Linked DNA regions of Mus musculus: all the other regions are linked to region 1. Evidence: chromatin contacts called from public Hi-C, HiCAR-type and HiChIP or PLAC-seq data. All regions are on one chromosome and are shown on one strand. The core of a region is the stretch at or near the end of the contact, and the rest is flanking DNA. Distances in the headings are between cores, read along the strand shown.

Region 1 (4,428 bases), core at 1,164-3,663:
TGTTGATCCATTCATCCATTCATGCATTTGCATACTCCTTCATTCACTTGCTCATTCGTTTGCTCATCGACTTCTTAAGTGTTTACTGAGCGTCACAATGTGTGGGGCACTTTAATCCAAGTGGGGTGTACTGTGGTAGGCAAATCGAGGTGGTTTCTGCATTCGTGAGTTTATGGGAAAGAAGAAGGAAGTCAAAAAACATCTGTGGCAAATTCTGTGGGGCAGCAGATGAGGTGCTGAGACACTGAAAGTCAGAGTGATGGTCACCAGGGGCCTATACTGATCGATAAGGAGGGCAGTGAAGGGCTAATGCGTTGTGTGCATCCATTATCAATATTAAGTGAGTGGCCACTGTCCCCATACTGACCAGGCCAGTCACTATTTCTGTCCTCAGATATTCTCAGGCCAGAGGAAAAGCAGCTAGGTAGGCTTGATTGATGTCATAGTCATTAGCTACATTCGATGCAAATAGGGAAGATGGCTGATGGTCCAGAGGTTGGCTTCTGTAAGGAGTAACCATTTCAACAGACATTTGTGTCAGCGATGTAGGGTAACTGAGAAGAGGGTGTGCCATGTCTGCCTGTGAGGTACTTGTAGTCCAGTTGTGTGTTCAAGCTTCTCTCTCTGAGACCTGGGGCCTTGAGAGACAAAGCCTTTTCTTCTTCAGGACTCAGCCTCATGGAACCAAGGAGGTGCCTAGGGAAGGGTGGGTGCTTCTCTGACATCTCAGCTTTTTGGAATTTAGCCTAGTAGTTAAGAACACAGCTTCTGGAAGTAAGCTGTCTGGGTTCAAATGCTGTGCTCAGACTTTCATATTGTGGCACTTTCTGTACACTCACAGCGGGGACAATGGCATCTACCTTCCAGGGATATGGTAATGTGACTATCACTAGTCACTAAAGCTTTGACCAGACCACACATTTCTGATGTACCTCGGTTGATCTGCTGTACCTGGCTTCCCTCATCCCTTCTATCCATTCAGTCTAATTATTATGGGTCAAGAACAGCAATTGTCAGTCAGTGTGCTGGGAGCTGCAGAATCAGCCAAGTCACATCTATCCTTGGAGTCTCCTCCTCTGAGGTGGTTAAATCTCAGTCTTTCTTAGGGAATACTTCTTTGCCTCGTCCACCCGGACAAATAGATATTTGTCATCCCTGTAATACCAAAAAGTGGAGAGGGAGGGAAGGAGGGAGGGAGGGAGGGAGGGTGTCCGTTCCTTTTCCTCATAACATTTGGCTTTTTAGGAGAGTCACTGTGCCAGAAATTTTGGAATATCTTGTTACTTTAGACAACGGAAGACAGGGAGACTTCTCATTTTTAATTGGGAGTAAAAACTTGTGTATGGAGCAGAGGTGAGGTTTCCACAGGTCAGAGAACTCACCTCTGCTGGGCTGGATTGGAGCTGAGGAGGAGGGGCAGCAGAACTGAGTTGGCTTCCTTCCACGAAGTGAGAAATCGCCACGGCATGGATGATGCAACTGAACGGAGATGGTGCAGAAAGTCCTATCAGCACATTGACTCACCTCGCCCAGCCTCAGTTTCCCTTTGTGTAAAAATAAGAGGTCCGAAATTCTTGTACAGGGCACTAGGTTTACCCGAGGGCATGAGCAGGAGAATGCCAGCTGCAGACAGATTCACAGGGAGGGAGGGTGCTTGTGGGATATGAGGGCTTCCACATCTAGGCACAAGGAATATTCCTCCTTTTCTGTTTTCTGGGTCCCTGCATAGCTGGCGGCCCCAGTGAAGGGCTGTAGGGGGCAGCCTGAGTGTTCTGGCTGGGGGTGGGGTAGGGTGGGGTGGGGTGGGCAACAGCTGGACAAGTTACTGGGAAATCATATTATTTCAGACTACTAGGTATTCTAGGGGCGTAGTGATGATGGTGGATCTTTTCTGTTTTATTTGATGAAGTTGGCCTTGATAAATGCTGCTGCTTTGTTTTTTCGCTCTCCCACATGTTTGTAAATCTTCGAAACACGCAGTTCCAGTATAAAAGGGAGGTGTAGAAGGGACTTGATTTGAGCCTGGCTGGAGGCATGCAGCTTTTGGAGTGGCAGCTTGTTGTCACCTTCCCCTGAGACAAAGGCTGTATTAACCTTGGGAGCATCAGGCTTCTTGGCCACTTTCTCTGAGGCCATCCTGATGTGCATTTTCCTTTCTCATCTCTAGGGAGGCAGCACACAGAACGCAAGGCCGCCGAGGATGGAGAGGGTAGGGCTCTGCGAGGTGCCTCTCCAAGGCCTGGGTCCCCAGGTCAAGGGCAAGATGTGCGGTGCAGGCACTCCCGAGCTGGCTGGCGCAGCAGCTAGGATGCTGCGCAGAGCGCTGCTGGCGGCGTCGGGAACTGACCAGGCCGCGTGTGAGCGCCGGGATTCCTGCTCCGGCCTTAAATATGCCGGTTATTTTTATCCCCCTACGTCAGGCCAGCGAAGGCCATCCCACCAGTGGCCGCGGCAGGCTGCTACACAATGTTTCCCTTCAGTCGGGAGGGGAAATGGAGGGAGGCCAGACTTCCTGATCACATGGTGCTGAAGTCAATGAAAAAAAATGAAGGGGGACCCCTCCCTTGCGCTGGGGTGCGCGGGCCAGGGCCCCCCACCCACCCCCTCGGGCCGCGCGGCCAGGGAAGCGCAGGCTCGCGGGCGGGCGCGGGGCCAGGCGCAGGACCGGGCAAACATAAACACCAGATCGGGGCAGTAATTGGCGGCTCCGAGATCGCTGAGGAAATGAGAGGCTTGTACGAAACATCAGCCGACAAGAAACGGGGTGATGTCAGACAGCCTTCCAGGATTAGAAACCCTTAAAAGCTCCGAGCCCGCGGCGGCTGCGGAAAAGCGCTTTCGGTCCTGGCTCTGCGGGTAGGAAGCCCGCGGACTGCGGACGACTCCGGGCTCCTCTCTTCCTCGCTCTCTTCTCCTCTCTTCCCCCCCCCCCCCCCCCACCCGCTCTAGTCTCTTCTCCTTGAATTCCCTTTTTGATTTTGAACTAAAAAGAAGGGGAAAGACGTCAATTTCCATGTCTAAAGCATCTCGCCTCCCCTCCTCCCTCCTTGTATCCTGTTACTACTTTTGGACTAACAGATCCTACTCAAATCAAGCAGGAGGGGGATAAATAAAAGTTTAGCTCTGTTGTCCGAGTCTCTTCGGTTTCTTCTTACATTCTCTTAGAACTGCGAGTTGCAATACTTAGCACACACAACAGGGGTTTTCTAGCTGCTTCTCTGCTCTCCAGTCTTGAGGGCAGCTTAGCTAACAGTCAGTGGCAGGTTGTTCCCTAACCCACAGGAGCCTCCTGTGACCTTACGGTAGAAGCTGAGCCTCATTTGTTCATTGCCTGCATACATCAAAAAAAGCGCCACTTTTCCAGGCGTTTCTCTTTCAGTGTTTACCTGGATTAAAGGGGGTGTGGATGTTTGGAAAGGGCTCGAGCCCCTGCAAGGAGAGGCACCCAAGGCACCCTTTTCAAAGGATGATTTATGTTTGGGTTTTCTCAGATAGGGGCGCAAAGAGTCCGTTCCCTGTCTCTGTGACAGGTGAGCTCCGCACCTGGCTCCTAGCTTTGGGATATTTCAGCAGCTTCACACAGCACTGTCACTTACTCTCCTTTAAGGCAGGTTTGCTCACCTTTCTTCCAGAGACCCAGGAAAGGGTCACAGCTGGGCCAAGTTTGTACAACCTCAGAAGAAGAATGGGGCTAATTCCAAAGACATAGGTTTAACTCATTGCTGTCCACTCATTGTACTCCCCTGCAACACTGTTGAATCTTTTGATAGTTCCCTCCCATGGTTGACAGTCACTTGAGCCAAGTATATCATCCAGTTATACCACCTGCTGGGTGGCAGATAAAAGGCTGTTTTCCAGCTGTTCTCCACACATCTGTCTTTGGTGACTGGGTGCTCTGAAAAAAATCACACGAGGAGGCCTCGTTTTCTAGTACACCCCGGTTGTCCTAGGTTAGATACTGATGTCTCCTTTCCTTCACTTCAGAGTCTTGGGGTCTTGATGGCCTGTTCTTGCCCCCTGTCCCATCACTTCTCTCCCCAGCTAGTGCACATGGTCTGGGGCTTGTGGAGGGGCTGGTGGAGGGACGACAGAAGTATTTCAGGTTCTGAGTTGTGTTATGGCAGGAGATAGCATTATGTCTTCTTCAGGCAGATTGTCCTCTGACGGTGTCTGCCCTCATCCCAATACCCAGAGGCTGAGTTCCTACCTCTCGGCCTTCTCACTTAGCTCTACACTTTCTCAGGGAAGTTACTTTTTGGCTCCAAGTGAGTCTCAGTTTCAACGGGGCTGAGACAGAGTGTGCTCGAAGGATGCTGTGCACGTCAGCTAGGACAAGGCATGTAAAGGACTTAGTGAGCCCAGATCCTATCACTAACCTTAGACTGAAGAAGCCCATTGTGGTGCCTTTAACTAGTACTCTGCACACAT
Region 2 (4,428 bases), core at 1,319-3,818, 990 kb after region 1:
TTTGTAGTTCCATTGATGTTTCATTATGTATGATGTACTTTTGTTTATAAATTGTAACACATTTCAATCTTTTTAAAGCCTGATAGTTTATTTGCATAGAAAGTTTTTATCTACCTATTATCAATTGACTATATTATCTATTTTCTTCTAGAAAGAAAATTGCCTAATGCTTATATCAGTCATATTGCTTAATGGGTGATATAAACATAAACTAACTTATCTGATATGCACTTGGATGGAAGTTGGAGTCGATTTTTTTTCCCCTAAATGATAGTTGACTATACCAAAATTGTTTCTAACACATCCTCTTTCCTCTTGATTTGCATGCTGCCCGAGGTATAAAGCAAGTTACTGTGGCAGTCACTGGCTTCTTGAGCTCCTCTTGGGCCTTATTCACTACCCAGTTACTCGTACACATCCAGTTGCTGGATGGAGCCAGACCACCATGAACAGAATCCCTAAGCCACAGACAGAGTCTGAGCCGCAAACCAGGTCGAGCAAGGACCTAGTTTTGAACTGGATATGAATTGAGATTTTGGGGTAGCCTGGGCTTTGAACATTTGAGAATAAGACAGGTTTCATGATCAAAGGTGATTAGAAAATAATGAGGGGGTGTTACCTAGAGGGGGTTCCCCTTCTCAAAGGAGAAGGGGGGAGAAAATGGGGCAGGGTGGGGGAGATTATGTGGGAGGAGAGGGGAGTACTACTGGGATAGAAAGTGAATAAATAAAAAAGAGAAAAGAATGAGACCACCCCACTATTACTGGGACTGAGGGACACAGCGTTAATGAGCATCCACGGAGGTCTTGGTGGAAGAACAAAACTCTCCTAAGGGTACCAGCTGCTCAGCTGTTCTGTCACGCAGTGCAGAGGCTGGAGAGACAACTTAAGGACAGACCCAGGAAGGCACCAAACTTCCCTTGGAAACACAGGGGACTTACATAATGCTTCTGAGCACACAAGAAAGGCACTTAATCCTCCGAAATCAGAGGCCAGCTCCTGGCAGTCTGAGACAGAGGACAGAATTCCTGCCTTGAGGGTCCTCACCTGCAGAGGGTCTATATTGTCATGTGTCTTTCTTTAAACAGTGCCCAAAATGCCCATGAAGCACAAGTTTACACAGCTGTGCTCAGGTCATTTTCCTTCAAAAGGGGACCTGACATATGTCTCCTTTAGCTATGGCACAAACAAAAAAAAAAAAAAAAAAAAAAAAAAAAAGAAGAAGAAGAAGAAGAAGAAGAAGAAAAATCTATATCTCACACTGCTAGAAAACCCAGAAATCCAGAGCTGGTTTCCAACCAGGCCTGTGAGAAGCAGAGAATATTCTGGGCTGGGAAAAGAGGAATTGTGGATCATAGAGATGCTGAGGAGGGTTGAGCTAAAAAAAAAAAAAAATTAAGCAAAGCATAGCTACTGGAGGCACACACTCAGCTCAAGGCAAGGCCCCAAGGGGAACAAACATTCTCTGTGCCATAAAGGACAGAGGATGGCAGAAGAGACATTTGGAAGGCAGCCAGAGCACCTGCCACCATGTGACACATGTAGGAATAAGAGACTTCCCCGGAGGCTACCAGATCCTAGGTGGGACTAAGGCTCAAACTTTGAAAAAGGTCTAGGAGACCAAATGTTTAGTTGGAATATAAGTGTGGCACCAAATGAAGACCTCCAAGAGCCTATGGCTGCATTCTGAGTTAAGAGAGGTTAGACCCTATGCAGAAGACAGAAGAAAAAAGGTCTATGATTCGTCCCAGGAGAAGCTGTAATGGCAGGGACAGGGTTTGTTTGGCCTCACAGGATATCCTAACCAAGCAACAGCAGCATCCAGCCTCTGAGAATGACGTCCTCTGCTCGTTCCTGCCCTTCCCTGAGTGTGTCTGGGCATGTTAAAACCGTGACGTGAGCTACTTGCCACACGCAAGAAGTGAGGTAACGGGAAGAAGAAACCATGCCCGTCAGACCGGAGTCCTCAGCACAGTTACTTAAAGCATTGCTGGTCATCAAACTAACAGGCCACTGGTCACCATGGTAACAGCAATCAAAACACCAATTCCTGCTTTCCTGAGCTGGTGTTGAATGACGATTGTGCTGCACAGAGGAGCAACTTAATCCCTCAGTGCACAATAAACAGAGTTGCCAGCTCCAGCCTCGTAGAAGATGGAGAAAAATAACTTGCGAGCGGACAAAGTACATTTCTCAGGGTGGATGCATGATTCGAGCCAAGAACTCAAGGAGGGAATCTTTTTGCTCAGCTTGAAGTCATTGCTGTCTCTGAGCCGCTTCCCCCACCCATCACAGTTTTTAGGGAGGGAGACTGTTACGACTGCTTAAGAAACATGATGAATTTGTTTTAAACCCCAGATATGTGCATCTCTAGCCTTCCTGGCAAAATTCAGACAAAAATTTAATGACGGCTGTGAAATACTCACATTCGAAGTAGATCTGATAATTTTCCTTTATGTCACCAAGGCAACACAGAATTCATCTTCATCTCTTTGGAGGATAGTGATCCTCTCCAAATGCCTGATGCAAGCGTGAAACACAAGCCTCCCCCTCCTTTTGTTCCACCCCTACAGCCGAGTGAAGCCAAAATCCCTGGATCTAGGCCCATTGGCTGCCAAGTCACAGCTGTCTTGGGTTTCCTCACTCCAAGGTCACTGGGCAAAATCGTAGAGACCCTGGGATGCACCATAAATCCAATTCCTCTTTTCAAAGCCTATTTCCTTCTCTTCTCCTATAAGAGTCTCAGAGAGGTACATTCTAATACAACAAAGTACACAAGGAATCCTGCTTTAATTCCCTTCTCCACTCTATTCCATCAGCAGATCAAGGGCCCAAGACTGGCAGATGCCAGTTGCTACATCTCACTCCAGATCTGCATGGAGAATGGAGTAAGTGGCTGGGTAGACACCAGTCTGAATGCCCTGTGGTCAGCTGTGTACCTTTGGACTAGCCAGTTCTGGTCAAGGGCAGAAGCCATTTGGAACCCACAGAGCTATCCAATCCCAAGTCCAGTGATTCACTGAGTCTCTCAAGAAACCACAGTCTTCCTTGAACTATGACACGGTGTAACCTTTGGTTGTGAGTGTTTTGCCACAGTTTGTTTCTCTAACTTTAGCACAGAGATAGTATCCTGTGCAGAGGTGTAATCGCTGTGTACCTACTCCTTGGCAGCTATTACGTTTCTCTGGCTATAAAAGCCTAAATCAAAACATAGTCTCTGTGGAGTTCCAATTTTTCTAGGTGTATAATGAGTCTACCTCATAGGATCACTGAGTGAATTTAAAATACAAGATGTGAGCCAGAGGGAAAGACCATCAGCTAAAGGTAGAGCTACCAAGCCTCATGACCTGTGTTTGAATCCCAGGAGCCACATGGTAGAAATGGAGAATCAATTCCCACACATTGTCTTCTGACCTCCCCACATGTACTGTAATGTAGTCACACACAAATAGTAATATTAAACAGGCTGAGCAAGTTATGTTGGGTGTGTGTGTGTGTGTGTGTGTGTGTGTGTCTGTGTGTCTGTGTGTCTGTGTGTCTGTGTGTCTGTGTGTCTGTGTGTCTGTGTATGTGTGTCTGTGTGTCTGTGTGAGTGTGTATGTGTAACAATGACAATTATGAGAAAAGAGCCCATGAATTTGAAAGGGAACCAGAGGAAAACATGGTAGGGATTAAAGAGAGGGAAAGGAAGGGAGAAATTACATAATTATATTTTGACTTTAAATAATAATAATAGCCGGGTGGTAGTTGGCGCACGCCTTTAATCCCAGCACTTGGGAGGCAGAGGCAGGCAGATTTCTGAGTCCAAGGCCATCCTGGTCTACAGAGTGAGTTCCAGGACAGCCAGGGCTACACAGAGAAACCCTGTCTTAAAAAACAAAAATTAATAATAACAATAATAATAATAATAATAAACAACTGTGGGAGCAAAGTCAGTACCCCAGACCTTTGATACTAATTTTAAGTCCAGGCTTTACAATGTACCAGCTCAGAGACTCCAAACTTATAACATCTATGCAATAGGAGAAATTTTAATAAAAGTCAGTAATTATTAAGCCTTTCCACAACGTCCTGTCATCCTTCAATGCTCAGAGACCGTTGCAACTTTAGGAGGAAAGATTTGAAGAAGTCTGGCCTCAGTATTGTTACCATCACCACTGCCACCACCACCACCATCACCAATAGCACCATCAAAGATGCCGCTGACACTTCCGCCACCACCACCTTTTGCCAGGTAATCCAGATGAGGTTTTCTTTAAAAAACAAAAAAGAAAAGAAAAGAAATTTGGACACTGTCTCTGTGCCCTCTGGTTAGTCTAGCTAAGGGTTTATCTATCTTGTTGATTTTCTCAAAGAACCAGCTCCTGGTTTCTCTGTATAGCTCTGGCTGTCCTGGAACTCACTTTGTAGACCAGGCTGGCCTTGGAC
Region 3 (4,428 bases), core at 786-3,285, 960 kb after region 1:
CAACATGGAGACAGAGAGTAAACTGATAAATAAATACATCTGTATGATGCTACCAAGAAATAACAGGTGCTATGGAGAAAATTTAAAAGACAACCAAGTAAGTGAATGATGACTGAGTGAACAAGTTACCATTGACCTAATTAGAAAGCTTTCTTTTTTTCTCAGAAGAGCTTAGAATAGCATCTCTCCATTCATGCTAATTCTTTGACCAAAGAACAAGGTCACAAGGTTCCAGGCAAATATTTCCTATACCAACATAAAGTTGCATGTTGTTGGAAAAGGAACCATATAGGATGGAGGCATGTGATCGATCTTACAGTTTCTCTTAGACATCCTTAGCCATGGACACCTCCTTTCAGGTTGACAACCAGCCTGAGATGGTGTCACAAAATGAAGACCATTCCAGAAAAGCTGCTGTCTGCATGTTCACAGTTCTAGTATGCCTGTAGCCCCAGGACTATCGGGTATGATGAGATCCAAGATTTGCATGATTCCTAGCAGGAACAAGGTGATGTGGATACTTTAATGCCAAAATTAAGACGAGGGGAACTGGGAATCTGAATGAATGGGAGACAATTACCACGCAAGAATGTCTTCCTAGGCAAAATCTAAGGAGTCTTGGCCAAGACTCCTTAGTTTATTACCAATGAAAATTAATTTGTTTTAGTTGGTTGTGTTGTGAAGTAGAATAAGGACTATAATCTTATGTGGTTTTCTAATGACCAGAATAAATCCCAAAACATCAAGTACAGCTCCTGGGCTATGGAGTAGACAAAATTCTCTGGTATGATGCCAACTGAGATCTAGAGATAATGTGATGAGTGCCTTTGATGGGATAAGTCCAGCCTCCTCATTTAAAAAGAGGCTCTCTCAGTAAATAACCCTTACTGACAGTTTACTTCTCCTTGGGTGGAGAAGGCAAAGAAGGTAAAGTCCTGAGAGCTGAAGTGTGAGACCTGCATTGAAATGTATCTCAGCTATTTCCTAGATGAGTCATCTTGTATAAGCCACTTATCCTTTTTAAGACTCCATTTCCTCATCTGTAGAATGGAGATAATACTTATGAAGCAGCATTCTTGTAAGGATTAGATAAAGGGACAGACACCTAGTTGTGTTTCCTATTAAGACATCCTTGCTTCAATCTGAATGAGATGTGTCAGTCTGGGAGTTTCAGCAACTATCCCAAATGAAAGCAAGGGTGGGGGGACATTTTCTGTTACACTCAAGGAGCTGCTACTCCAAGTTCAATGCCATAACTTTTGGTAGATATTGGAGTCCAGAAGAGACCTGCTGGGATTTGGGTTCTTGTGACTCGTGAGTAGGAACACAATTATTTATTAAGGGAGAAGGACACTTCTGAGCCAGAACTGAAGAGAGTTAAAATATATATATTCAACCACCACAAGAGTTGCATCCCCTATGGTTCCTTACACAGCACCTGCCTTCTTCTGTATCTGTGTATCATGGGCCTTTCTCATGCACATCTGTCCCTTACATGTAGCCCTTACATGATGCCCACCATCAGAGCTGAGATGAGATATGCTGTCTTGCTCTCCCAGTTGGGAGGTGCCAGTCTTTCTTTCTGTCATTAGTATCTTCCCTATGCTAATCTTGATGCCCCTATGCTGCCACATCCCAAGGATCTTCATAAGCACTGAACAATGCTCCATTTATCCACTCGTGTTTTTAATTTAATCATTCACTCTCCATCTATCATTAGATATCCACATGGCTTGTTTGATAAGGCCATTCTGAGCTCAGAACTACACAGGAGCAGTTCGGGGGCTGGGTTCTCTTCATCCAGGAGGGGAGGTAGATAAAAAAAATCAGTGACTAACTATGATGCATTAGGATGGGGACAGTAACAGTAAAAACAGCGATGCTGATGAGAAAACGTCATGTGGCTGGCCCATCTTCAGTGTCTCCCGCTGACTTAAACACAAATCCTACCACAGCAAAGGTCGAATGAGGACATCCAGGCTGGCCTACTTTCATAGCTCTTGGGATGACAAGTTGTACTTGCTGATGCCAAATTCAACATGACAAATCCCCAAGTAGTGTGGTGAGATGTAACTGATTCTAGTGACGGGCATGTCATAAGTGACACCCTGACTCCCAACTGGGAGAGCAAGACAACATGTCTCATCTCAGCTCTGACGGTGGGCATAGGTGTGGCTTTCCCCCAAGATGCATCCTGAAGAAATCCTCTGGATATGAAAGTTGATTTCAGATGCCAGATTCAAAACATCACAGAGTGTCTCCTGTGTTCCAAGCACCGTGTTAAGCAACTCATAAACAAGATCCTATAGGACTCCCCCAGTGCCTTTTGATACCTAACTGTACAGGCAAACTGAGGCTTGACAAGCAGGCAGAATTTGCTCAATCTTTTCCAGTTTGTAAGTAGCAAAGCCTGTACTTTGACTTGATTTTTGACAGCTATGTGACCCTTTGTGAAAAGAATAAACATTAGTTGTTGCAGAGAGGTGTGTGGAAAGAGGGTGCAGATGAGGTGGTCAGGAGTCCCAAGAATTAAAAGAACAACCAACATCTGAATAAAGGTATGATATCTACAGATTTCATAGCCTCAAAGTTCTTTTATGCCTACAGTATAAAAGCAGACCTGTGCATAAGAATTCAGTGTCCCAAATCCTGATTCGTGTTTACCTCTAGGAGGAAATTTCCAGAAGATATCCCAAGTACTTCCAAATTCTTAGGACTGCCCATATCAAACCTCAGGCGTGAAGTGTAGCACAGGGATGATTGAATCCCTTTGTCTTCATTGAAAAAGAAGAGAGAATGAAATAAGCAGGCGACCATGACAGTGCACCCCTTCCAAAGCTGAGCCCACTCGTCACCACTGGAACCCACACTGAGGAATCTCTCAGTGGATCCTTACCTATCCTGTCCTGCAAAGGGACTATGGCCTCTTCTATCTGAAATAGGGGATCCTAGGACCATAAGGCCCAGGGAATACACTCACTCCAATGGATTTTTCCTTTGATCTCCAAAAAGTCAGCGGTTTCTGCCCATACGCCATGGCAGAATAATGGTTCCCCCTTCAGCCATTCATTCTCTAGAATGGATCTTGTCTGTTCTTAGTAATCAATACCTTAAGCCAAACTTCCTCAAGTTCATGCATGGAGTATGACTGTGCATAGAAAAGACTGTGCATAGACTTTTCACAATCTTTCACTGCTTTAACCAACAGCTTAAACTCTCACTGCATTAATTAAGCTAACAGTAATTTAGCTACACTCCACGTTGGTTTAAGCGTGTATCAGTGAGAATTTGTAAGAAAGCAAGGCCTCAAAAGCCAAGCCACGGCTTCTCTGATACAGCTTTCGAGCCTTCTCAGTGTGCCCTTATCTCCCTGTTTCCTGTTCTCTTTCACATATATGAAGATCTCTACTGCTAGTCTGTCCAGAGGACATCCCCTAGAGCAGGGGTTATCAATCCTTCTAATGCTGTGAGCCTTTAAGTTCCTTGTGTGATGACCCCCAAGCATAAAATTATTTTTGGTGCTACACTGTAACTCTAATTTTGCTACTAGGATGAATTACGATGGAAATTTATGGTATTGCTGATGGTCTTATGCAACACCTTTAAAAGGATCATTTGTCTTCCCCCTCCTAGAGGGGGGTCCACGACCCACAGGTTGAGAACAGCCGCTCTTCTGATTCCTGGGCCAGGCAGAGGCCTCTCTTGCTGGTGGTGAGAGCAGTCCATTCCAGGCTTTTGCCCAAGGCCATTTGGTGAGTCATTGGTGAAGACAAAGTGCCCAGCCTGCAAGGTGTGGCTGCTCTAGATGACAGGCCATCTGTCAGTTTTCTCCTTGATTCATTCATTTTCAAGGGCCAGAACCATGACAACATTCATGTTTCTCATTGGCAAGGCTCATTAATGACAGCAAGCACCGTACAAGGCCTTCCATGCAAAAGGTGAGAGATATGAGTTCCTGTTAAAGGGGAACGCACTGCATAAAGCCCAGCCATGCGCGGAGCCAATGTGTGCTGTGAGGTCAGAGGCCAGTAAGGTGTGCATTCTATAAAGAATGTCTGAACTTGCCAGATCTTGGGGAAGTTGGACTTCTCCCAAGAAGAGTCTTGCCCTGACTCTTGATAACTGTCAGCACGTCTCACAAAGACAGGAACTCTTGAGATAGAGGTGCCAAGCAGCCGGGAACCATTAAGGCTAAAATTCAAGTTGCTGAAGGAAACTGGAGCCTGGGTTCTTCTTTCTTCTCTGAGCAGAGTCCTGAGAATGCAGGGGAAGAATGCCGTTAATGTGAATGTGCTCCAGGCCTGGATAGCATCATTTCACGGAGGCAGTAAACTGCAGCACAAGGCTTCTCGTTGACATTTTGTACTACATCGTTCACTATGAGATACCGACCAAGACCTCTGGCCTCTACTACCTAGGTACCAGCAG
Region 4 (4,428 bases), core at 1,413-3,912, 880 kb after region 1:
GGGAGATCACATGTTCTCTTCAATAAAATCAAAGGCACAACAGTGATGTCTCTGAGAAAACTCAGCACACACAAGAGTTCTAGCCTGTGTGTCTAGACAGCAAACTGAGCTGGCTTGCTCAGGAGGAGACGTTAGCAACCATATGAATTGGTTCGGGAGGTGACTTGTAATGGTCCTGCATCTACTACTCCATATATTGTATACATCTCTCCTACTAGGGCCCCATCAAACTGTCTCTGAAAATAAAGGCCCCTGGAGTCAGATGGGTTCATGGGATCCTCACAAGTCCAGTGTTCTAACTGGATGATATAAGGTGTCCACTGTGCTGACAAACCTGCCAGCATACAAAGCCCATCACAGAGTAAAGATCATGAGAGACAATGGAGTAGTCACGAAGTAATAGTGTACCTGCTCAATACGAGGAACTAGAAAGAACAAGAGGCATAATGGTGGAGCCAATGACAGCAGTGCCCCTTTGGAAGGTTTCACTCACTCTAATCATGTGCTCTGTTTTCTTTTTGTCTTGATGCTTGTGTGTGTGTATATGGATGTGTATATACATATGTGTGCAAGTACTCATGCAAATGTGTGCATGTGTGTATGGAGGACAGAAACTCTTTAAGAATACCAGCCACCTCCTTTAAGACAGGGTCTCTCATTGGCCTGGAACTCACCAATTAATCTAGACCAGTTTGTCAGAGAGCCCAAGGGATGTGTCTGTCTCTGTTGGCCTGCCCCTGGGATTGCTCACACACACTACCAAGCCACATGCCCAGGTTTTTACATTGGCTCTGTTCATTCACCTCAGAACGTCTTGTTTGAAAGGTCAGCACTTTACTTGAGACTGAACCATCCCAAGGATCATTTTCTATTCTTCATAGACTGGAAATCAGAATGACTGAACAAGGACTATATTTTTCCTAAGTCGAAAGCAGAGTTAAAATCCTACATTTTGAAAATTCTAACGTTTAAAGAAAAATATTAGAAACCCCACAAAGAGGGAAGGTGGAGCATCTGTGGAATAAATCAGCTCAGCACTGGGCATGCCGGAGTGATAAGTGCTAACACTAAGCAAAGAGCAACCTTCAAATCCCCATTCCACAGCTCATGGCTGTGAGAACAGCAAGTGCACAGGCTCCGCACACAGCTGAGGGGAGAAGAAGCCTGCTCACCCTTGGATGTGGTAATAATGACGATATATGAGTGATGGAGTGATGGCATCCACTGGGTCTTAAAACGACATTTGATGGACTTTGTATATAATTAGTGATGTCTGTGGAAAGCTGCAGGATGCTTTATTCTAAAAGAAGATACAATTCAGGCATGGAAGATGGTGCCTCTAATCCCTGCACTGGGGAGGCTCAAGCAGGAGAAGAACAAGTTTGAAGAAAGCTGGGGCTATATAATGGGACTTTGTTTAAATAAATCATACATGTATGCATACACACACACAGGATATGGTTGTCAAAAATGTAATTAAACCTGAGTCCCCTTATCCCTAAACAGGACATGGCAACATTTTCCATCCCATAAAGATAGAGTTTTTCAATTTAATCCAAATTTAGGAAGTAGCTACTTGAAATACAGAGAGAGACTAGTAGATTTCGTGTACAAATGCCATGGCACCTTTGGTAGGGGAAGGAAGGGGATGGTGATGAGAACAGAAATTGATTCTAAATTAAGAGAGTCCCTAATTAAAGTTATATCATTAAGCACCTGATCTCTTTCTTTGCAGGACCACAAAATATTCCTGTGTGAGAATTTCTCACCAGCCCATCAGGCACCTTTAGAGGTAGGAAAACAGAAAAGGGTGTTATTCTTCTTTGTATGTAAGGTGAGCCTGGTCCAGCTACAAATTGAGATGGACTTTGACCCTTCACCCAACTTCTCCAGCTAGTTCCAATCTGAACATTGTGGTGAAAATATGACCTTAAGTGACCCCCACCAGCCTCTGAGGTCACTAAACTAGCTCTATGGCATCTCTGGAAATGCAGAGTTGCACCAAAAGCCCATTGACTGGTGCCAGCTGCACACTGAGCCCAGAGCTGGCCTCCAGGACAGCAAGGTGTATAGACTTTGATGATCTGCCCACGAACTCTATGGAAGTCAGAAAGATAACCAAGGAAAATTCCATGAGGAATGTTCCAGAACTGATTCCACCTGGGCAGTTTGGAAATCATGTAACAGAAAAGGTTCTCTTTTGAGAGTTCACCAAATAAGGAAATGGATAAGGGAAAGCCGGGTCACAGGAACGTCATAAGCAAAGTAGGGCCAAGGAGTATAGGAAGCTATTCAGTGTCATGCTCAGAAACATAAGTGGTCTGGAGGCAGGAATTGTGAAAGGTGATGCTCGGGAAATGAGCAGGAGCCAAGTCATGAAGGGATGCTCTGTGTGCCAAAGGAAGAGGTCTGGCCTCTGTCCAGCAGCTACGGACCAGCCACCGAGAGCTTTGAAATTCCGAAGTGACGTGGTCAGACTCACCCTCCGATCATTCCCTCTAGGGCACTAAGAAGCAGATGGTCTGAGCAGAGAGCGAAGGCTGGGAGGTGAATTGTAAAGAGTTTTATTGCTATTTTTATGTACAGCCTCTGTTCTAAAAGAAACAATAGAGGGTTAAGTCATGGGGCCCCATAATGGGGCATGTGGGCCAAGGTGCAGGCTGTCTGGCACTGGATACATGGACACATGTTGGTGAGTCGGGTCACGGTGATGAGTAAGAGGCAACTAAGAGAAGGAAGACACAACAAAAACCCCAGGATTGTATGACCCTGGGCAGCTCAGTGACCCTCACACAGCCACAGAGTCCTCACGCATGTGGTGGCAGTCACCTGGCCAGCGTGCTTGTGAGTCAGAGGCACACAAAGTCCCTGGCAGAACGTGAGACCTAGAGCAGGTCCTCCATAGGGGTAGCCACCACCATAGAAGTGGAAACGCTTCCTTCTGCCAAGAATGCTCTCAGCACTCAGAAAGGATCCATTCACGGAGACAGAGGCTTCCTGCACTGAGTAACCAAAGCAAACAAGAGCAATAGGGACGGAGCCTGAGTTACTACCTACAGGGGAGGTTCAGGTGTCCCTCTGATGGAAAGCAAAACCCAGCTCAAGTCAAACAAGCCTGTACACACCGATCAGAGCTATGTGTTCTCAGCAGCCCTGGGCACAGTCCCACAGAACCTGGTTTGACAAGCTGCACTGGCCTGATGCCCAGGTCCAGATCAAACCTAGGAGGCCTGAAGCTGCTTTGATAATCAATCTCTCTCTCTCTCTATATATATATATATATATATATATATATATATATATATACACACACACACACACACACACACGCACGCACGCACGCACGCACGCACGCACACACCTGTTTATCTCCTCTCTCACTCAGAGGGTCAATCATTGCTAAGTAGTACCCATGTCCCTGTGGCTCTAAGCTCTGAGTGCAGATTCCCGAATTGGAGCAACTAGCTCACCAGTCAGAAACAAGCCTGGCTCCTCAGTTAGCACTCTCAGAGGTAGAGTTACTCACACTCACGGGTCAGACAAGGATGAAGAAACCCACCCTAAAGCACTTGCATGGAAAGCAAAGAGCCCATGGATGAAGACATTGCTTCACCCAAGCTAGCTACTCTCCCTCATCCATCTCCTGACTCACATCCTCCCCACTGCAAACACTCCAGAAATACCCTCAGCCCCTAAGAGATACTGTCTCCTTCTGATAACATTGTATATTTCTCAGTGGACCCCACAGCCACGGCTGTTTCTCAACTGTGACTCACCTTTGAGCTCTGAAAAGACTTCATGTCTTCCTCATGAGGCTGAGATGTGGGTCCCTAAAAGTCACTAGTGACCTTTGCAAATGCAGAAAAATTCTCATCCACCCTCAGGATTATCCAACTCTAGTCTCCTCCGCACCTAGGAAGCTGCCTTTTCTCCTAGCTCCCCATGCTACAACGTATACCTCTTCTTCTGTCCACCTCTGGGTGTAAGCTTTCTGGAACTTTCTTCCTAGAGCCTCTTCTCTTTCCATAATCCTCTTCCTGAGAAATGCCACAGATAACCCCTTAATCCAGTAGTTCTTCAACCTTCCTAATGCTGTGACCCTTTAATACAGTTCCTCATGTTGTGGTGACCCATCCATAAAATTACCATATTGCAACTTCACAACTGTAATTCTGCTGCTGTTATGAACATTAATGTAAATATCTGATATGTGACCCCCTGTGGGGGTTGTGACCACAGGATGAAAACCACAGTCTTAACCCCTTAAGATTCTAGTTTTCTTACTTTGTCCAGGTCTGTGTTGATGTCTGTGGCCTGTGTTGCCACTGAATGAGAGGCCGATGTCTGTGGTTTATGATGCAGCTGGAAGCCATGCCAATGTCCGTGACCCCAGCTGCAATGGAGGGCTTGATCCAGGTCCATAGCCGC
Region 5 (4,428 bases), core at 605-3,104, 740 kb after region 1:
CTCAACAGAATAAATTCTGGTTTCTGTATTCTAAGCCATTGAGAGTTGTCACTGCCTTTACTTCACTATAGTTTGGGCAGAAAATAATTCTAAGAATGAGTTATCATCCTTTGGATCTTTGGATTCTCAGTCTTCCCAGTACTCAGGTAGAACTTTTATATCTGACCCTTGACCCTTTGTATCCTGGCTTAATATACCATATGTCAATAACCTTCAACCAGGCTCTTATTCTATCTTTCCTTTATGGGATTTCTGATTTGATAATTTTGGAATATTATTAATATAAGTTTTATAATTTATTTTAATTGATCAGTAAAACAATAAAGACTATAGACAGACACAAAAAGTGAAGGAGGAAAGGAGGAAAGAAGAGAGACAGAGACACAGAAACAGACATCAAATCAAATCAAAAATCCATACAGTGAATTACAACTGACATCTTATGGTCAAAAAGATCATAAGAAACTGCTATGGATAATTACATTCTAACCGATTAGACAATCTAGGTAAAGTAGAAAAAAAATCTAAATACACACAACCCACTACGAATGCATTGACACATTTAGAAAGTCTTGACAGCCCTATAACAAAGAAATAAAAGGGCTTGTTTAGAGAAAAGAAAATCTCACAAGAAGTAAAGCCTAGAACCAAATGGCTTCACAGTGAATGCTAATGTTACCAAACACTTACAGAAGTGATACTTGTTCTTTTAAAACTCTTCCAAGTTATAGAAGAATATAAAATACTTCTGCACTGATTTTTAGAGGCCCATTTGACACTCCAGTGTAAAAGACACTACAAATAAAGAAAATGTTAGTCCAGTATTTTGGGGGAACACAAGTATAGAAATGTTTAATAAAATCATATTGAACTGAGTTTATTAAAACTTTAACACAAAAATCATATGCTGTGATCAAGTTGGATTTGTCTCAGAATAAAGAAAATTTGCAACACATGCAAATTGAGGGAAATTACATACTATGCCTGCAGAATGAAATATGAAAAATGACCTTCTCCTTCAACTGGTGCAGAAAGATATAGAAATTAGCAACTTCTCATTATAAAATTATCAATCCATAAAAGAAAAAGAGGTCCTGCCATTTACTACAATGTGGATGAACTTGAAAAGGCATGCTGGTTGGGGTAAGTCAGCCCCAGAACAATTACCCCCGATCCCATCTCTAGCAGGAACCTACAGAGGGCATGTTTATAGGAACTGGGATTACAGTTTCCTGTAGCTGTGAAGAGAGGAGATGAGAAGTTGTTTGATCAAGTGCATGGAGCATAGTTTCAGCTATGGGTGGCACCTAAGCCTAGTATGTGTATATCTCATTAGACTATGCAGTATTCTTGAAATTTTCCCCTGAGGTTTATTTTGTACCATGTTATCTTATTTCACAGAAAGAAGGCTGCAAGAGGTAATGGCTATCTGTATGATATTATTCATGGGGCAGTTTCATAAATGTATGCTTATCTTCAAACTCATTCATTAAGTATTACTGGTTCATTGTATGTCAGTCATAGCTCAGTTACACAAAAGAAGTCAGTTGCACAAAGGTGAGATTCGTCAGGGCCCTGACTCTAGTCTTACCAGCTTTGGTCTCCTTTGTACCCAAGCTGATTACTGTGGAATCTCATTGATGTTGACAGTTTCACTCCATCAAGGTCACATTAGAACAAAAGGCCAAGATGCAGTGATACTGAGGACCAGGCGATGCCTCTTTAAATATCCAAAGGACACTGACAGCAACATGCCTCCTTCAGAAGGTTCCTTGCTTCTTACTCAATGTGGACCATTCTGGGGACTTGGAATGGACTCTGAGCCAAATTCCTAAGAAGTGAGCCAGTGCTGTGGCTGAGACCAAGCCCTGCTAGAGGAATCCAAAGGCCACAAGTTGAGAAATGCTTTCTTGGCCCATTCAAATGGATGGTGAAAGCTTTGTGATAGTGCCATCACCCGTGAGCTTACTGCTAAATTATTCAAGACAGAAGCTGTATTTAACTGCATGCTTCAGATTCATCCATGAGCTGACTGGTGTTTCCTCCGTATCACTGATAGGGAGGCTGAGCTTCTTAGGGGTTAATTAACTCGTCCTAGATCACACAGTTTTTAAATGGGAGTCCCACCTTCACTACGGAACCAAGATGATGAATTGAATACATATGTTCACAGCTTTCTTTAGCAACGAGGCCATTAGCTGAAAGAGAGATTAACCAATTTCATGGCACCTCTTTGCCTCTTGTTATGGCTGGCAACTATACCATCAACTATCTGTTAGGAGTGCTGAAGGGTAAAGCACCATTAACTACATGTATCTACCTTAAAATACATACTTTGTGCTTTCCACACTGCCTAGGGATGGGTCCATATGGTGTTGTTCCCATGGCAACTTAAAGGGAACCTTACACAATGTCCAGCAACCTTGATGTCCTGCAGATGACGGAGGAGAATATCCTCAAATTCCTTGATGGCACCAACCTTGACTTTCAGATGGAGCAGTATATCTACCATCTACAAAAGGAAAAGGGACAATGTCTACATCATAAATCTGAAGAGGACCTAGGAGAAGCTGCTGCTCGCATCTCGAGCTGATGGCAGCATCTTCTCCTCCAGGAACACTGGCCAGCAACTGTGCTGAAGTTTGCTGCTGCCATTAGAGCCATTCTCATTGCTGGCCACTTCACACCTGGAACCATCACTAACCAGATCCTAGATGCCTTCAGGGAGGCATGGCTTCTAGTGGTGACTGACTCAGGGCTGACCACCAGCCCCCACAGAGGCCTCTAATGACAACCTGCCCACCCTTGCTCTATGTGACACAGAATCCCTGAGCTAGTGGGCACTGCCATCCCATACAACAAGGGAGCTCACTCATTTCGTCTAATATGGTGGATGCTGACCTGGGAGGTACTATCTCCCATGAACACCCATGAAAGATTATGCCTGATCATTTTCACTTCTACAGAGATTGACAAGGAGGAGCAGGCTATTGCTGAGAAAGTTGTGATCCAGGAGAAATTTTAAGGCAACTGGTGGCCAACTGGTATGAGGGGGTACAGGTGTTCTCTGTGCCCATCCAGCAGTTCCCCACTGAAGACCTGAGTGCTCAGCCAATCACAAAGGAGTGGACAGCAGCTCCCACAACATAGGCCATGGAAAGGGTTGTAGCCACCACTGAGTGGTTCTGAGCTCCACTGCAAAAGGAAAGGGGAAAGGGTAGAAGGAAAAGAAAGTTCCTAGGAGCTGGGAAAAATGTATTCTCTGCTCTAGAAACCAAGATTATTTTCTCTTTCTCTCCTCTTCTATTTGGAAAACAAATTTAGTCAGAACTAGTTCAACTAGTGCTTCATGGTTCTTAAACTCAAGCCTGGTGTGTCACTATGAAAATCAGATGTCATCCAGTCCAATCTAGACACGGTCATTATCTCTCTTCAGGGAAGTGAAGCTGTTTGATCTTGGTGAGATTTGTCCTAAAGTCTGAATACATCACACTGTGTTGTATTGATCATTCCATAGAAAAAGCAAATGAAAATAACCAATTGTCCCAGCTAAAGAATCCCAGTGAAACAAAAGATATTCTGTTGGCCACTTTTCATTTGTCTTGGCGAATAGTGACAATAACAATACCTATTACACAGCTCCTCTATTCTAGACAATTCTAAGTTCTCATGCATTAGGGGAACCTATGGTAGTAGGTTTGGCTAGGAAAAACAAATGTTATTTGTTCCATATTAAAACACAAAAAAATTAGACCATAATTGTTTTGATGTGTGTATGTGGGGTTTTTTTTATAGATATGTACAGTCTGGTATGAGAAAGGAAACAGAATTTATATTCAATTGTGTGTGGCTCTTGTCCCTACCATAAGCTATCTAAGACCTATACTTACACTGTTGTGTTCGAATCACGGCTCATTCGGACAGATCACACCAGGCCAGTACAGTTCCACAGGAGAGAGGTTTACTGGGGGTGAGGGAGAACAAAGGGGAATGACAAAGATGAAGAGAGAAAGGGGTGAAGGTCAGGAGGACTCTGATGTAACCACTTTCAGGTAAAGGTGGGAAGTAGATCAGGTAGACACTGAGAGTGTATGGTGATTACTATGGCAACAAATGCATGGGTCCCTGTCTCCTATGGATGATGTCACTGTCATCACTGGATTCAGAGGTGACATTCAACTGTAAAGCTGGTTCCTGAATGTAAAGCCAGTTCCTGATGCCAACATACATCACATTTAATCTTGATAAACTTAAGGATTCTCTCCTCCAAAGAACAATAGTGGAGCTTTATCTCATATGACTATTATTGAGATAAGACAAGAGTTATGACCTGAAGAGATGAGTTACAGAGACATTTTACCAGCCAGGAAGTTTTCTACACATGCCATAAATAGAAGTTTTCAGTAAGTGGTATTATGCAGCTTGAAG
Region 6 (4,428 bases), core at 1,227-3,726, 650 kb after region 1:
CTCTTCTTGCCATCTGCTCATCCTGTCCAAGGGACTGGAGTCAACACTGTCTCTGCTTTACATTCACAAGTCATTAGCCTCTGTTTCATCTGGTCTTCTGTTATCATTTTTCAAATTCACTCTTTCTCTATTCTTCCTACTATGTCTCCCCTGTGTAAAGGCAGCCTGTATCTTCCTCCTTTATTTCCCCCTACCCATCATATAAAGTCCATTCCTGTATTTACATATACCTAATGAAATCAAGGATTTAGAAAGAGTGCAATTTGACTGTTTTCTTTCTGTGTGTGTCTGTCTCTGTCTCTCTCCCTCTGTGTGTCTGTCCCCTCTCCCTCTTCCTCTCCCTCTCCTTCTCCCTCTCCCTCCCTCCCTCCCTCTCTTCTCTCTCTCTCTCTCTCTCTCTCTCTCTCTCTCTCTCTCTCTCTCTCTCTCTTGCTCTGTCTCTCTCTCTGTCTCTCTCTCTGTCTCTCTCTCTCTCTCTCTCTCTCTTGCTCTGTCTCTCTCTCTGTCTCTCTCTCTGTCTCTCTCTCTCTGTCTCTCTCTCTCTCTCTCTGTCTGTCTCTGTCTCTCTCTTCTGTTTCTGACTACGTATTTATTTCACTATGAAAGCATTCACTCCAGGTAACTGCAGAACTTGCAATTATCAGGCATGCTGTGCTCATAGGCACATGCTGCACCTAACCCTCCATCATTTCCACACCCTTTTTTTTTCCTTGCTACCTTTCCCCCATCAAGCAAAACAGGAAATGCCAAGTGGCTTCAGCAAGCCTCTGGCTCCTTGAGTCCTTCCTCTGATCCAAGAAAACTTTTGTTCACTCAGCACAAAACCATGACAATTCTTTGCTATCCCTGTCTCTTTCCTAGTGATTCTCAATGTTGCTTCACCCTGGGGATCATAGCTTAGCTAGCAGTGGGGCTTATTAGTCCTTTTTTTAAGGCTGGGGTAGTTCTATTGTTCATCTTAGTTGAGAAACTGCCCCAGACTCTAAGGTCCTGTGAACTTGAGCTCTTTCTTAATTTCTGTAACCTTCATATTCTTCCTAGGGGCCCTGGTTCTGTGAGGGTCTTTTAGGTCCTCATCCAATATTTGTTAAGTAATGCTCTTGAAACAGGAAGTTGGTTGGGGCAATCTGGAGGCTCAGGAAGGGGAGGGATTTTCTGAGTAACTGACTGAGAGGAAGCATCATCCTTACAGAGCCTGGCCAGTTTTAAGATTCTGGAACAATGCCATTCTATACCCAGAAGATGTTTAATCTTGGTCTGTTTCATCTCCATTTGCACGTTTCAATCTCACTGGTCCATCAATCACAGATGCTCCACGCATGAGTGAGTCTGTGGAAAGAGTAGGAGTTTCTAAGCTCTGTAGCTTATGGTCTAATACAATAATTAATAGAAGAGAGAGTTTATTTAAGTGGGACAGCAGGGGATCATGGTCTTAAAATTCTTTTTTATGTCTCTTCTCTAATCTTTCAGTTGCATTTAGTAGGAGACATTCCTGTTATTCAAAGAAAAGCCCTGAAAGCAGCTTCTACCCCAATCCTTATGTACACTACAAATAAAAAAATTAAATCCAGAATATTAGCTGTACTCCCACTGAAGCCTTTAGCTCTGAGCTCATATCTGTCTCCACTGTAGCTTTAAAACATACACGAAGTCAGTTCAGTTTGAGTAGATATAAACAGGAATGACTGCATGTCTTTCTGAATTCAAGGGAAGCAGGATAAGCCCCTATTTTTTAAAGATACCAGATTCTAGTCTCTTGTTTTTAATCACTTTCCACCATGATGATGAAAACAGCCCGGTGTTGCCATCCAGGATTATGCTGTTTCAATGCCCTGATGACGAGAGTAAAAGCCTGACTCAACTCTATGGACAGGAACTTGACATCAATGCAGAGCCTCCTGTGGAGACATTCTTTCTGGGGTTCCTGCCTTTCTGTTGCTTTTGTAGCTTTCAGGGTAGACCCTAAGTTCTCAGGCAAAGATTATATTCTATAAACCCAGGATGTTCTTTGGAATTCAAGATGGAGAAGGTAAATGGATAATAAATATTTATAATCTTTTTGACACTAAGTCTTTTATTTTTCCTTTGAAATGCTGCCGAAACAGAAATGGGGCTGTGAGGTGCTGAGTGGTCCTCAAGTCTATTTTAGTGTTGAGTGAGGTTGTAATGTCTTTCCCATCACCAGAAGCTAAGAATGGGTCCATGTGTCTCATCTGTGAGCACTGGGAGACTCTAGTCTAGTTTGTGTCTGAATCCCTCTACTTTCTGTCCATATTGCATACAGAATCTCTGTCAAAGTGGTCCACATGTCCTCATTTCCCTAGTTTAAAGGCTGCTAAGCTTCACTGACGGTCAACAAGATAACTCCTTAGCTTCTTCCTCTGGCATTCACAGCCCCTTCCATATCTGATCCTCACGTTCTTCTCCAGTCTTTCTGGGAAATCTGCCTGTTAGACTGACCTCATAGATGAGGAATGTGAAGCCTGCAAAGTGAGGTGACCTCCCTAGAGAACATACACAGCAACAGTGGAGGCTCAGCTCTCTGCTTGTGGACCGAATTCTTCCCATCACAGACTGTTCTCTTCACACATAAGCTCGGCAGTTGCATCTGAACTATGGGGCTCATGATAAGAAAGTTTCTTCTATACACACAGGAGGTTGGTAAACCTTTCCCATAGTCCCAATAGCCTCATCTTCTGGTTCCTTAGAGAGGGCCAGTTTTCACAGTGCAGGAGTGACCTGTGTAAGCCAATAGAACAGTCTGAACATAATGATGTGTCACTATGAAGCCTAGAAACACTTTGCCGTGGTCAGGCTAGCCTCCGTGTCTTGAGAACACATAGCAATGAGTTGAAGCATCCAACTGTCATATGGGTGACTGAACCAGCTTGGTCAGTGACTCACCAGCTCCTCAAGCTTCTGATGGCTATAACATGGATGCCATCTAGAATATTAATATTAATAGATTACTAATATTAGAAAAATAACTTTCAGATTGTATTTTATTTTATTGTAATAAGTTACTTTAGGGCATTTTCTTGCAAGTATATAATGTATGTTGGGCATATTCCTGCCCTCATTCACTAACCTCTTTTCCTTTTCCCGTTAGTGTGTTTAGACCCCCTTGTTCACTTCTACTTTCCTGTCACCTGTACATACACGATTTTACATATCTAGGTAAAGTGTTGGAGCCACAGATAAGAGAAGACATGTGGCACAACTTGCTGAAGCTTTCTTTGTATACAAGAACTATGATGGATCACAGGGCCCCCAATGGAGGAGCTAGAGAAAGTACCCAAGGATCTAAAGGGATCTGCAACAATAATATGAACTAACCAGTACCCCCAGAGCTCATGTCTCTAGCTGCATATGTATCAGAAGATGGCCTAGTCGGCTATCAGTGGAAAGAGAGGCCCATTGGTGGTGCAAACTTTATATGCCTCAGTATAGGGGAATGCCAGGGCCAAGAAGTGGGAGTGGGTGGATAGGGAAGTGGGGTGGGAGGGTATGGGGGACTTTTGGGATAGCACTGGAAATGTAAATGAAGAAAATACCTAATTAAAAAAAGAACTATTAACAGTCACATCCATTTTCTTGAAGAAGTGACACATCTTCAGTCACTTTTGGATGGAGAGAATTTCCAGTGCACACAAGCCACGATTTCTTTGCCCATTCCTCTGCAGATAGGACTCAGTTTCCAGCCTCACAGAGTTACGACAGCTTCCCAGCCATCAAAGCCCTTTAGCTGAATACTCTAGCTTATTACCGGAGGATGGCAGTGCCTCTCTCCTCTGAGCATGCTCTTTCTTCTATCTGCGCTCTCCCCTTCTCTAGCACCTACAGTGTTCTCCCTTCTCATCTAGTAAGCCCCTTCTTATTTTCCTGTCCCAGTCTTACAGTCTCCCAGTTGCTGACTTTTTCATGTGAGAGTCCAAATCCTTGTCTCCTTCTGGCCACTCAGAGCACCATGGAGGAACGTTGTCTACCTGCCCACACCAGGCAGGGAGGTCACAAGAATCATCATTGCATTTCTCTGTGCACTTGCATGATTCGGCTCTGGCCCAAACATAAACTTGATGGTCAGTAAATATTTAAATGCAAGGACTGATGAGAGATTCAAAAGGAGTTTTGTTTCCATTGAACTCAACCACACCTTTAAGGGTTACTGTGCATTTAGGCTATTGAATCTTCTTTTTAAAAATTGCTTTAGATCTTTTTCTAAATTTGTTGTGAAGTCTTCCAAGCATTTTATATTTGAACTTTAAGTTAAGAAAGCTGCAGACCTCCTACATCTGCGTTACCAAGGGCAAGGCTGGACAGGTTCAGTAACTGCTTTGGTCCTGGTTTGGTGAGAGATGAAGGGAGCCCAGTCCTGGCTTGGCAGTGTGACTCACTGTGTTTAGAAGCTGTGGAGCTTCCTCAGAACAC

The links. A called contact is a pair of places that touch in the nucleus more often than the background predicts. HiCAR-type assays count read pairs that join an accessible place to other places. HiChIP or PLAC-seq counts read pairs in DNA pulled down with a chosen protein or histone mark.
Region 2: a contact with region 1 is called in a Hi-C map of nephron progenitors, with 1.9 times the contacts expected there. The contact joins two enhancer-like sites. A contact is called at or near these places in 1 of 484 Hi-C or Micro-C datasets (nephron progenitors), 3 of 115 datasets of contacts at active chromatin or transcription factors (cardiomyocytes, embryonic stem cells and stem cell-derived neural progenitor cells) and 1 of 9 other capture datasets (embryonic stem cells).
Region 3: a contact with region 1 is called in a HiCAR-type map of fibro-adipogenic progenitors, with 4 times the contacts expected there. The contact joins two enhancer-like sites. A contact is called at or near these places in 6 of 115 datasets of contacts at active chromatin or transcription factors (astrocytes, embryonic fibroblasts, fibro-adipogenic progenitors and 2 more) and 1 of 9 other capture datasets (embryonic stem cells).
Region 4: a contact with region 1 is called in a FOXA1 HiChIP or PLAC-seq map of pancreatic cancer cells. The contact joins two enhancer-like sites. A contact is called at or near these places in 1 of 15 datasets of contacts at CTCF or cohesin (the NIH/3T3 cell line), 4 of 115 datasets of contacts at active chromatin or transcription factors (the NIH/3T3 cell line, astrocytes, embryonic stem cells and 1 more) and 1 of 9 other capture datasets (embryonic stem cells).
Region 5: an H3K27ac HiChIP or PLAC-seq map of the NIH/3T3 cell line shows a contact between it and region 1, with 8 times the contacts expected there. The contact joins two enhancer-like sites. A contact is called at or near these places in 1 of 15 datasets of contacts at CTCF or cohesin (the NIH/3T3 cell line), 3 of 484 Hi-C or Micro-C datasets (adipose-derived mesenchymal stem cells, cortical neurons and muscle stem cells), 6 of 115 datasets of contacts at active chromatin or transcription factors (the NIH/3T3 cell line, embryonic fibroblasts, embryonic limb bud and 2 more) and 1 of 9 other capture datasets (embryonic stem cells).
Region 6: a contact with region 1 is called in a Hi-C map of adipose-derived mesenchymal stem cells, with 2.2 times the contacts expected there. The contact joins two enhancer-like sites. A contact is called at or near these places in 2 of 484 Hi-C or Micro-C datasets (adipose-derived mesenchymal stem cells and cortical neurons), 2 of 115 datasets of contacts at active chromatin or transcription factors (astrocytes and stem cell-derived neural progenitor cells) and 1 of 9 other capture datasets (embryonic stem cells).

What each region holds. Positions count from the first base shown.
Region 1 is chr4:55,648,853-55,653,280 of GRCm38.p6, forward strand. No RefSeq gene overlaps it. Among named protein-coding and RNA genes, the nearest start is that of Gm12511, 79 kb to the left of the region's middle. Within about 2 kb of position 2,414, at least 310 of the 459 cell types and tissues checked have an H3K27ac peak or open chromatin away from gene starts, as enhancers often do. A contact at or near this core is called in the NIH/3T3 cell line, adipose-derived mesenchymal stem cells, astrocytes and 5 more, where this site is marked.
Region 2 is chr4:56,642,208-56,646,635 of GRCm38.p6, forward strand. The region is part of intron 6 of Gm34687 (a long non-coding RNA gene); the gene reads right to left. Among named protein-coding and RNA genes, the nearest start is that of Gm26144, 35 kb to the right of the region's middle. Within about 2 kb of position 2,569, at least 130 of the 459 cell types and tissues checked have an H3K27ac peak or open chromatin away from gene starts, as enhancers often do. A contact at or near this core is called in nephron progenitors and stem cell-derived neural progenitor cells, where this site is marked.
Region 3 is chr4:56,605,111-56,609,538 of GRCm38.p6, forward strand. No RefSeq gene overlaps it. Among named protein-coding and RNA genes, the nearest start is that of Gm26144, 72 kb to the right of the region's middle. Within about 2 kb of position 2,036, at least 19 of the 459 cell types and tissues checked have an H3K27ac peak or open chromatin away from gene starts, as enhancers often do. A contact at or near this core is called in fibro-adipogenic progenitors, where this site is marked.
Region 4 is chr4:56,530,684-56,535,111 of GRCm38.p6, forward strand. No RefSeq gene overlaps it. Among named protein-coding and RNA genes, the nearest start is that of Gm34628, 55 kb to the left of the region's middle. Within about 2 kb of position 2,663, at least 71 of the 459 cell types and tissues checked have an H3K27ac peak or open chromatin away from gene starts, as enhancers often do. A contact at or near this core is called in the NIH/3T3 cell line and pancreatic cancer cells, where this site is marked.
Region 5 is chr4:56,385,392-56,389,819 of GRCm38.p6, forward strand. It overlaps the pseudogene Gm12518. Among named protein-coding and RNA genes, the nearest start is that of Gm42291, 72 kb to the left of the region's middle. Within about 2 kb of position 1,855, at least 41 of the 459 cell types and tissues checked have an H3K27ac peak or open chromatin away from gene starts, as enhancers often do. A contact at or near this core is called in the NIH/3T3 cell line, adipose-derived mesenchymal stem cells, embryonic fibroblasts and 1 more, where this site is marked.
Region 6 is chr4:56,303,340-56,307,767 of GRCm38.p6, forward strand. All of the region lies in intron 2 of Gm42291 (a long non-coding RNA gene), which reads right to left. Among named protein-coding and RNA genes, the nearest start is that of Gm42291, 10 kb to the right of the region's middle. Within about 2 kb of position 2,477, at least 62 of the 459 cell types and tissues checked have an H3K27ac peak or open chromatin away from gene starts, as enhancers often do. A contact at or near this core is called in adipose-derived mesenchymal stem cells and astrocytes, where this site is marked.